Linked DNA regions of Hordeum vulgare: region 1 is linked to region 2. A link is a contact called in public Hi-C data. All regions are on one chromosome and are shown on one strand. Each heading gives the region's core, a stretch centred on a gene start, on an enhancer-like site or on the middle of the called end of the contact. The rest is flanking DNA. Distances are from core to core; before and after follow the strand shown.

Region 1 (3,812 bases), core at 1,215-3,714, 250 kb after region 2:
GGGCAAAGAAATAAAGCTGGGAGGGGAATTTCCTATTTAGTTTTAAACACCCACAGAGAAAAATAACCCACAATATAATCTACTGTGGCAAAAATTCAAAAGGAAAAATCTGCTGGACATAAGGAATTATGGCCCAATAGGGAAAAATAGGAAAGCAATACTTGGAGATGTTTGAAATAAATGCAAAACAGTAATTAACCTACTGTTTTGAGTTTATTTGCACCTCTAAAAATCAAAGAACAAACCAGAAAAATTTCACCTCCTCATAAACACATTTTTATCTAACCACCAGACATTTTAGAATCATTTTTGGGAAGAAGGAATTTTGACATGGAAAAATAGGAGGGAAAAGGAGTTAAATAGCAAGAGCTAAAAAAAAGACTAGCTCTCACTCCTACATTACACACACCATTATCACATGCATCACAAGATAGTGCAATACCACCACTTAACCCTAGCAAGAACACATGCACTCACAACACCACATCACTACTCCTAGTAAGAACCAATGCAACATGATCATGGCATGCAAACATAAGGTATGGCAAGGAATGATATGTTATGCATGCATGCAAGGGAAGTAAGTACTCAGGAACACACATGAAATCATGGCACAAAATGATATCATCACAATCTCTGACAAGATGGCCCCACATGGAAGGTTACAAGAAGGGGAAGTCCTACACTTGGGGCATTACAACTACATAGCTACTCCTCGTCGGAGATGTCGACTATATCCGTCCTCTCGGCGGATACATGCACAACAGCTGCACCTTGCCCCCTCTGACGCCTTCGCCTGCTCCGCTCTAGCCTCCTCCTCCTCCTCCTTCATGTCCGCCTCAAGTTCGGCGAAAAGCGCATCAGCCTTCACCTGCTTCTGTCGGAGGAGCTCCCGGTTGGCCTTGACCTCGGCCTCGTCCTGGGTGGGCTCCAGGATGGCATGGAGCTCTACCGCGGTAAACTGCAACCGGCACCAACCTAAGCTACATCCACCTTTTTATTCTGCTTTCATGGTTATAGTCAGCGAGGGAGATGACGGCGAGAGGGCAACGGACGGGCGCCAACGAGCGTTGTGAGCGTTGTCAATGAGGATGACAGGGTGATACAACTCGATGTTGCAATCATAGGGTCACACACTGCAAATTGTGACGGGCGGTGCTAGGTACTGCGCTACCAAAGGAGCGACACATCCATGGCCGGTAGATGCAAGACGAGGCGACCATGGCGAGGGACGCGAACAATGATGAAGAGGTTGCAAGAAGACAAATAAGGGTGAGGTATGCGTCCATGGTTGCGAGCGGGGCTGTCGAGCACAAGTCCCTATTACGAGTTGTAGGTGGTCGTTGCAAACGCGGCGATCCAACACTAGCTTGCCGCAAGCAGAATCATGCGAGGGAAGGGAGCTTGAGGACGAAGGAAAACAAGTGAATGAGAGAAAAAATGTTAATCCAAAAAAACATATCCTGAAATAATGCAAGCATCAGGACTTGAAACCTGGTGGGCTAAAAGTATCACTGTCCCTCTAACCATTCAACTACGGGTTAGTTTGCAAGAATGTTGATATTCGGAGAGTTGGAGATGGTGAAAAAATCTAACATATGGGATGAATGGGATAACCAAGGGTCTGCAACGGTGCTGCGGCAAGGTGCTTTTGCACAACGACCGTATTGCAACTCCCGTGGCCGATACTGCGAGTGGAGGAGAGCGGTGCTCCGAGCGTCGCGGCGTTGGGGTGCTGCAATGCGTGCTACTCCCTCCGTTCTTAAATATAAATCTTTTAAAATATTTTATTAAGAGTCTACATACGAAACAAAATGAATGAATTTATATTTTAAAATATGTCTATATATATCGGTATGTAGTCCATTAGTGAAACCTCTTTAAAGACTTATATTTAGAAACGAAGGGAGTACATGCGTTCCATGTTTTTCCGTGGGATGTGTGCATTGAGGGAGCATGACGAGTTATCAGCCGGACGCGCAGTAGGCACTTTTATTTGCCTGGATTAACCTTGGTCTATGCCTTTGGTTCGATGGAAATGTCACGGCTTCCGATTAAAGTGTTTTTGCAAATCAATCTATTGTTGGATAATTATAAGGATAGTGATATTTTTAGTTTATCAGAATTCAAATCCTGATACTTGCATTATTTTATTTTATTTAGAATTTTCAGCGATAAACTTTGAGTGGGAGAGATGTCTCTGTCCACGACGAGATATCTATGATGACTTCGTAAATCTCAACATGATATATCGATTCAATCTCTTGGATATACTCATAGAGATAGAATATGTGTGTACTTTTAAAAATGAATTTATGCGTGTATATATAAATGGTTGCATCAATATTGTGTTAAAAAATAATTACAACGCTTTCTATAACAGTATCCCCCGTTTAGTTGGCCCACTTCATATTAGGTGGCGGCATCTTTCGACGAAAATCCTATTCGTTGCTGAAGCAGCGAATTGCCCAGGCTTCGCACAGAGGGACGGATGCAAGCGACGCGCATGGACCAGCCCACTTTCAGCATTGCATAATGCGGCTGAGTTTTTTTTCTGTGCTGTCTTTTTTCTGTTTATTCTGTTTTTCAATTGGTTTTTGCTTTTCTTTTCTATTTTTCTGCTTCTCCTTTCCTTCTTATTTTATTTTTTCATTTTTTTTCAATTTTGATTCAGAAATTTCTAAAATGTTTCATGTTCCAAAATTTGTTTCGAATTTTGAAAAATGTCCTATTTTCTAATTTTTTAGCAATATAAAAATGTTCAAAATTTCAAACAAATAGAACTTCAAAATGTTTATGTTTCAAAAAAATTGTTTCCTAATTTATTTGCGATTTTAAAAAATGTTCAATATTTGAAAAAATGTTCATGATTTGGTGTTTTTGTTCCGAATTTTATGAAATGTTCCATTTTTCATGATTTCATATTTAGTTCATAAATTCGAAAAATGTTCGTGTTTAAGAATATGTTTGAGAATTTCAAAAAATGTTCGCATTTCTGAATTATCATTCGGGAGTTTCAAAATATGCTTGTTTTTTCCAAAAAAGTTTATGTTTTCAAACACTGTTCGTGTTTTCGAATTTTCTTTCGAATTTTTTAAAAATGTTCACAGTTTTTAAAAAATTGTCTTTGTTTTTGAAAAAAATTGGGCGTTTAAAAATGTTACACTTTTTAAAATATGTTCACAAATGTTTCCCTTTTTATGTTTAAACAATATGTTCGGGAGTTCAAAATATTTCTTTGTTCTTTTTTTCTCTCATCTTTCCCTTTTTCTGTTTTTCCTTTTCTTTCTATTTCGTTTTTTCTATTCTTCCTTTCATTTAAACTCTGGAGGTTCAAAAAATGTTCACGTTTGCAAAAAATGTTCTAGTTTGCAAAAAATTCACAAATTTCAAAATATGTTCATGGTTTTAATTTTATTCAGGGGAGTTTCAAAAAAGGTGTGCGTGTTTCCAAAAATTGTTCATATTTTTAAAAAAATTAATAACGAGAAAAAATGTTCATAAGTATAGAAATTTTGTGCAGAAATTCCAAAAAGTTTAGAATTTCAAATATTTGTTCGTGTCTTATGAAAAATGTTCCAAAGTATAAAATGTTTGCGTTTAAAAAAAACAGAAAATGTTCCCAATTTCAAACTTGTTCAAAAAAATTAAAAATACTTATTTTTGAAAAAATAAAAATTTGGAAAAATGCTCCCACATTTAAATTTTGTTCACAAATTTAAAAAACAATCATGTTGTGAAAGTGTTCAAGGATTTAAAAAAATGTTTCCACTTTCAAATTATGTGCAGAATGAGATGTGAACATTTGTCGC
Region 2 (3,592 bases), core at 756-3,255:
TAAATATCTTCTTGGAAAATGTTACACGTGTAACAAAAAATTACAAACGTCTTTAAAAAATGTTTGTTATGCATTTAAAAAATGGCCACAAGCACGGACAATTATTGTGTATTTCATTCTATACTTAAAATACTCAATTATTAAAAAAAATGGCAATGTTGTATTTTGAAAAGTGTTCAGTGTGTATTTAAAATTATTGTGTCATAATAATAAATTCTAGAAACGTAATAAAAGCATGTTAAGTGTGGTTTTGGAAATGTAAGAATTATTTTAAGCAATATATTGTTAGTACATGTTGACCATTATTTGAATGCATGACGAACATTTTTCAAAAACACGTTTGCAATTTTTAATACACATGAAATACTTTTCAAAAACACTATTATAGTTTTTAGTACACATGAAATATTTCTAAAAATATGTTGATCTTTTTAAATGGACTAACACTTTGTTTAAGTTTTATGGAAAATTTATTTTGAAATTCAGAAAATAGATATATTGAAAAGAATAAAACAAACTTGTGCGGGCCTATAGTTACGCCATACACAAAATTACATAAAAAAATGCTTGAAGAGGTACATAGAAAGATAACCTCTAGCTCAACAATTTACGTGAAGCAACTGAGGACCTGGTGGTTTGCTTGTGTGCACTAATTGACCGATAGTCTCCAGTTCTTTAGGTTCGATCCTCCATATAGCTATTGTTTTTCCTTTTCCCGTACCGACATGTGCAACCCATATTTCTGGCATTAGGCTTTTTGTAATTAAATAAATTATGAGACGTTTTTCTGAAGAAAAAAGTTGTGGAGTACAAGAAATGTACTTCCTTCTGTTCATATTATTTATCTTGAGTTTGTCTAGATATGGATGTATCTAGACATGTTTAGTGTTAGAACATCCGTATCTAGACAAATTCAAGACAAATATTTGGAACCGGAGGGAGTATGTGAAACATATCATAAGACGGGTTTATCAAGTTTAAGGACCGTATTAAAACAGTATTCTCAAGTTCTGGGACCGTACTGAAGCAGTTTCTGAGTTTAAGGATCATTGTGGACATAGCCACCAAATTGAAGGACCATACATGCATTTTACTCTCAAGTTTAAGGACCGTATTGAAGCGGTATTCTCAAGTTCTAGGACCGTATTGAAGCAGTTTGTGACTTTGAGGACCATTGTGGACATCGCCACCAAGTTTGAGGACGATACATGCATTTGACTCTCAAGAGTGTGATGGACTAACCAATCCACCGTCCCGCATGAGCTCCTCCAGTAATGCTTCTTTCCCTCTTTCTCCTTTCCTCTTACGTCTTCTTCTTTTTTCTTTCTTTTTCTTTTTTCACTTTCCACTTCTTCTTTTTCCTCTTTTCATATTTAATTTTATTCTTCTTCCTTTTTCAATTACATGATTTTTTTTGTAAAATTTAGTTAACTTTTTTTTAATTATTATGAATTATTGTTTTATAAATTATGCTGAACTATTTTCAAAATGGATGAATTTTTACAAGTTTGATGAACTTGTGTTATAAAATTCAATGATTTTTTCTAAAAAAACGATGAACATTTTTTCAAAATCTGTGATTTGTTTTCAAATTTTATAAACTTTTCCAAAAATGATGAACTTTTATCAAATTCGATGAACTTTTTTCAAAATCAGTAAATAAAATTCATAATCTGTGAAATTTTTCAAAAATATTGAATTTTTATATAGTTTGATGAACTTTTTTTCAAAATCGGTGAATGTTTATAAAATTCGATGAATTTAAAAAAATTATGAACAATTTTTAAATTCGATGAAAGTTTCTTTAAAATCAGTGAACTTTTTTGAATTCGGTTGACTTTATAAAACTTTTATGAAGTATTTTAAAATTGATGAACTTTTTTAATATACCGATTTGTTTTATAAGTATTTATTTATTTACTTCTTTTTTATTAAATTCAACTGTTATTGGGCTGGCCCGGAGCGCCAGGAGCGGGAATGGGCGCCTGTAGCGCCGTATAGGAGCACCCCGTTCGCTGGGTGGGCTTCCGCCTAGCAAACATTTTTCGTTCGCTCGAACGGAAGGTTCCCGTGGAACGATCGGTTTGCCAGGACCCCGTTTCCTTGGGAATGTTCCCCAGTTATGTGCGTCCATTTTCATGGACGATCTAGTGACCGATTGCCAAGGAGGAGCTCCCATCTACTGATTCGTTCGCCGGGCGGTGATCGACGAGAGTCCCTGCTCGATGCCGGTTAGCGTCAAAATGACGACCTCCGGCTTAAGAGAATCGCAAGCGGGCCGGCCCATTTGCATTGAACATATTTTGACATATGTTTAACAGTTTTTAAATGCACACAGAACATTTTGTAGTATACACTGAACAAATATTTAAATACACAACGAAAAATTTAATGATATATGCTGAAAAATATTTAATACTCCCTCCTTCCTAAATATAAGACATTTTAGAGATTTCACTACATACTACATACGGATGTATGTAGTCATATTTTAGAGTGTAGATTCACTCATTTTACTCCGTATGTAGTCTATAGTCAAATCTCTAAAAGGTCTTATATTTCGGAACGGAGGGAGTACACATTGAACTTTTTCGTAAATATATGTTGAACAATTTTAGAACACACAATGAACGTTTTTGAAACTATCTTGAGCATTTTATTAAATAGGGCAAACACATCCTTAAAATACGATGGCCATTTTTGTATATATACATGCAATGAATTGTGTATAATACGCAAAAAAATAAAAAAGTAAAAGCAAAGAAAATAAAAAGTAGAAACAGAAAAAGAAAAAAGTAATGGAAGAAACAGGAAAAGGAAGAAAAGGTAGGGCACGGGCCGGTCCAAACTGGGACGTCGAGTGGCCAGGCTTTACGGAAGCCACGTCTTTTGACGCCTGCGGGTGTCAAATAGGATCTGTCGAGAGCAACTAATCGAGAAAAGCTTCTTTGATAGCCTCCCAACAATCACAGGCGCCGTCATTTGATGCGTTTAAAGCCATCTTCATGTGTCATGTTGTGGATGCTTCCTTCAGATTTATGTTTCGGCTATTTTTCAGTTTTTTCGGCTTTTCAGGTTTTCACTAGTCTTTCTTAACTTTTGGACAAAAACAAATTTCAATTTTTTTGCATATATAAACATAATTTTTTCTTTCAAGAGAGGTGTAATTTTGCTATCCTGAGAGGCACAGCCGTGTCTTTCAAAAACGAAAAAAACATGTTTTTTTCACAAGAGGAACGGATTTGCGTACATGGGAGGCACAACCGTCCCTTTCCGAAGCGAAAAAATATGGTTTTTCTACGAGACGCATGATCATGCCTCTCGGAAATGAAACAACGTGTTTTTATTTTTTTTCTTCTTTGAGAGTCACGGTCTTGCTTTCACGAGAGGTATGGATTTGCTTCCGTAGGAGATAAGGCCGTACCTCTCGAAAACGGGAAAAATGTATTTTTTTCGTGAGAGGCACGATTCCTTTCTCCGTTTTTTCGTTCTTTTTATGAAAAAACTTCAAATCCTATCAACACGAGTTCTGGTTTTGAAGTTCTCGACGCGGGAAATCCAACGTTGAAAACGGTTCGATATTTGAACACAC

The links. A called contact is a pair of places that touch in the nucleus more often than the background predicts.
Region 1: a Hi-C map of leaf shows a contact between it and region 2, with 5 times the contacts expected there. The contact joins two enhancer-like sites. A contact is called at or near these places in 2 of 6 Hi-C or Micro-C datasets (leaf and seedling).

Annotation. Positions count from the first base shown.
Region 1 is chr5H:499,306,312-499,310,123 of MorexV3_pseudomolecules_assembly, forward strand. No RefSeq gene overlaps it. Among protein-coding and RNA genes, the nearest start is that of LOC123400062, 13 kb to the right of the region's middle. Within about 2 kb of position 2,465, at least 2 of the 3 cell types and tissues checked have open chromatin away from gene starts, as enhancers often do. A contact at or near this core is called in leaf, where this site is marked.
Region 2 is chr5H:499,054,041-499,057,632 of MorexV3_pseudomolecules_assembly, forward strand. No RefSeq gene overlaps it. Among protein-coding and RNA genes, the nearest start is that of LOC123397183, 15 kb to the right of the region's middle. Within about 2 kb of position 2,006, at least 2 of the 3 cell types and tissues checked have open chromatin away from gene starts, as enhancers often do. A contact at or near this core is called in leaf, where this site is marked.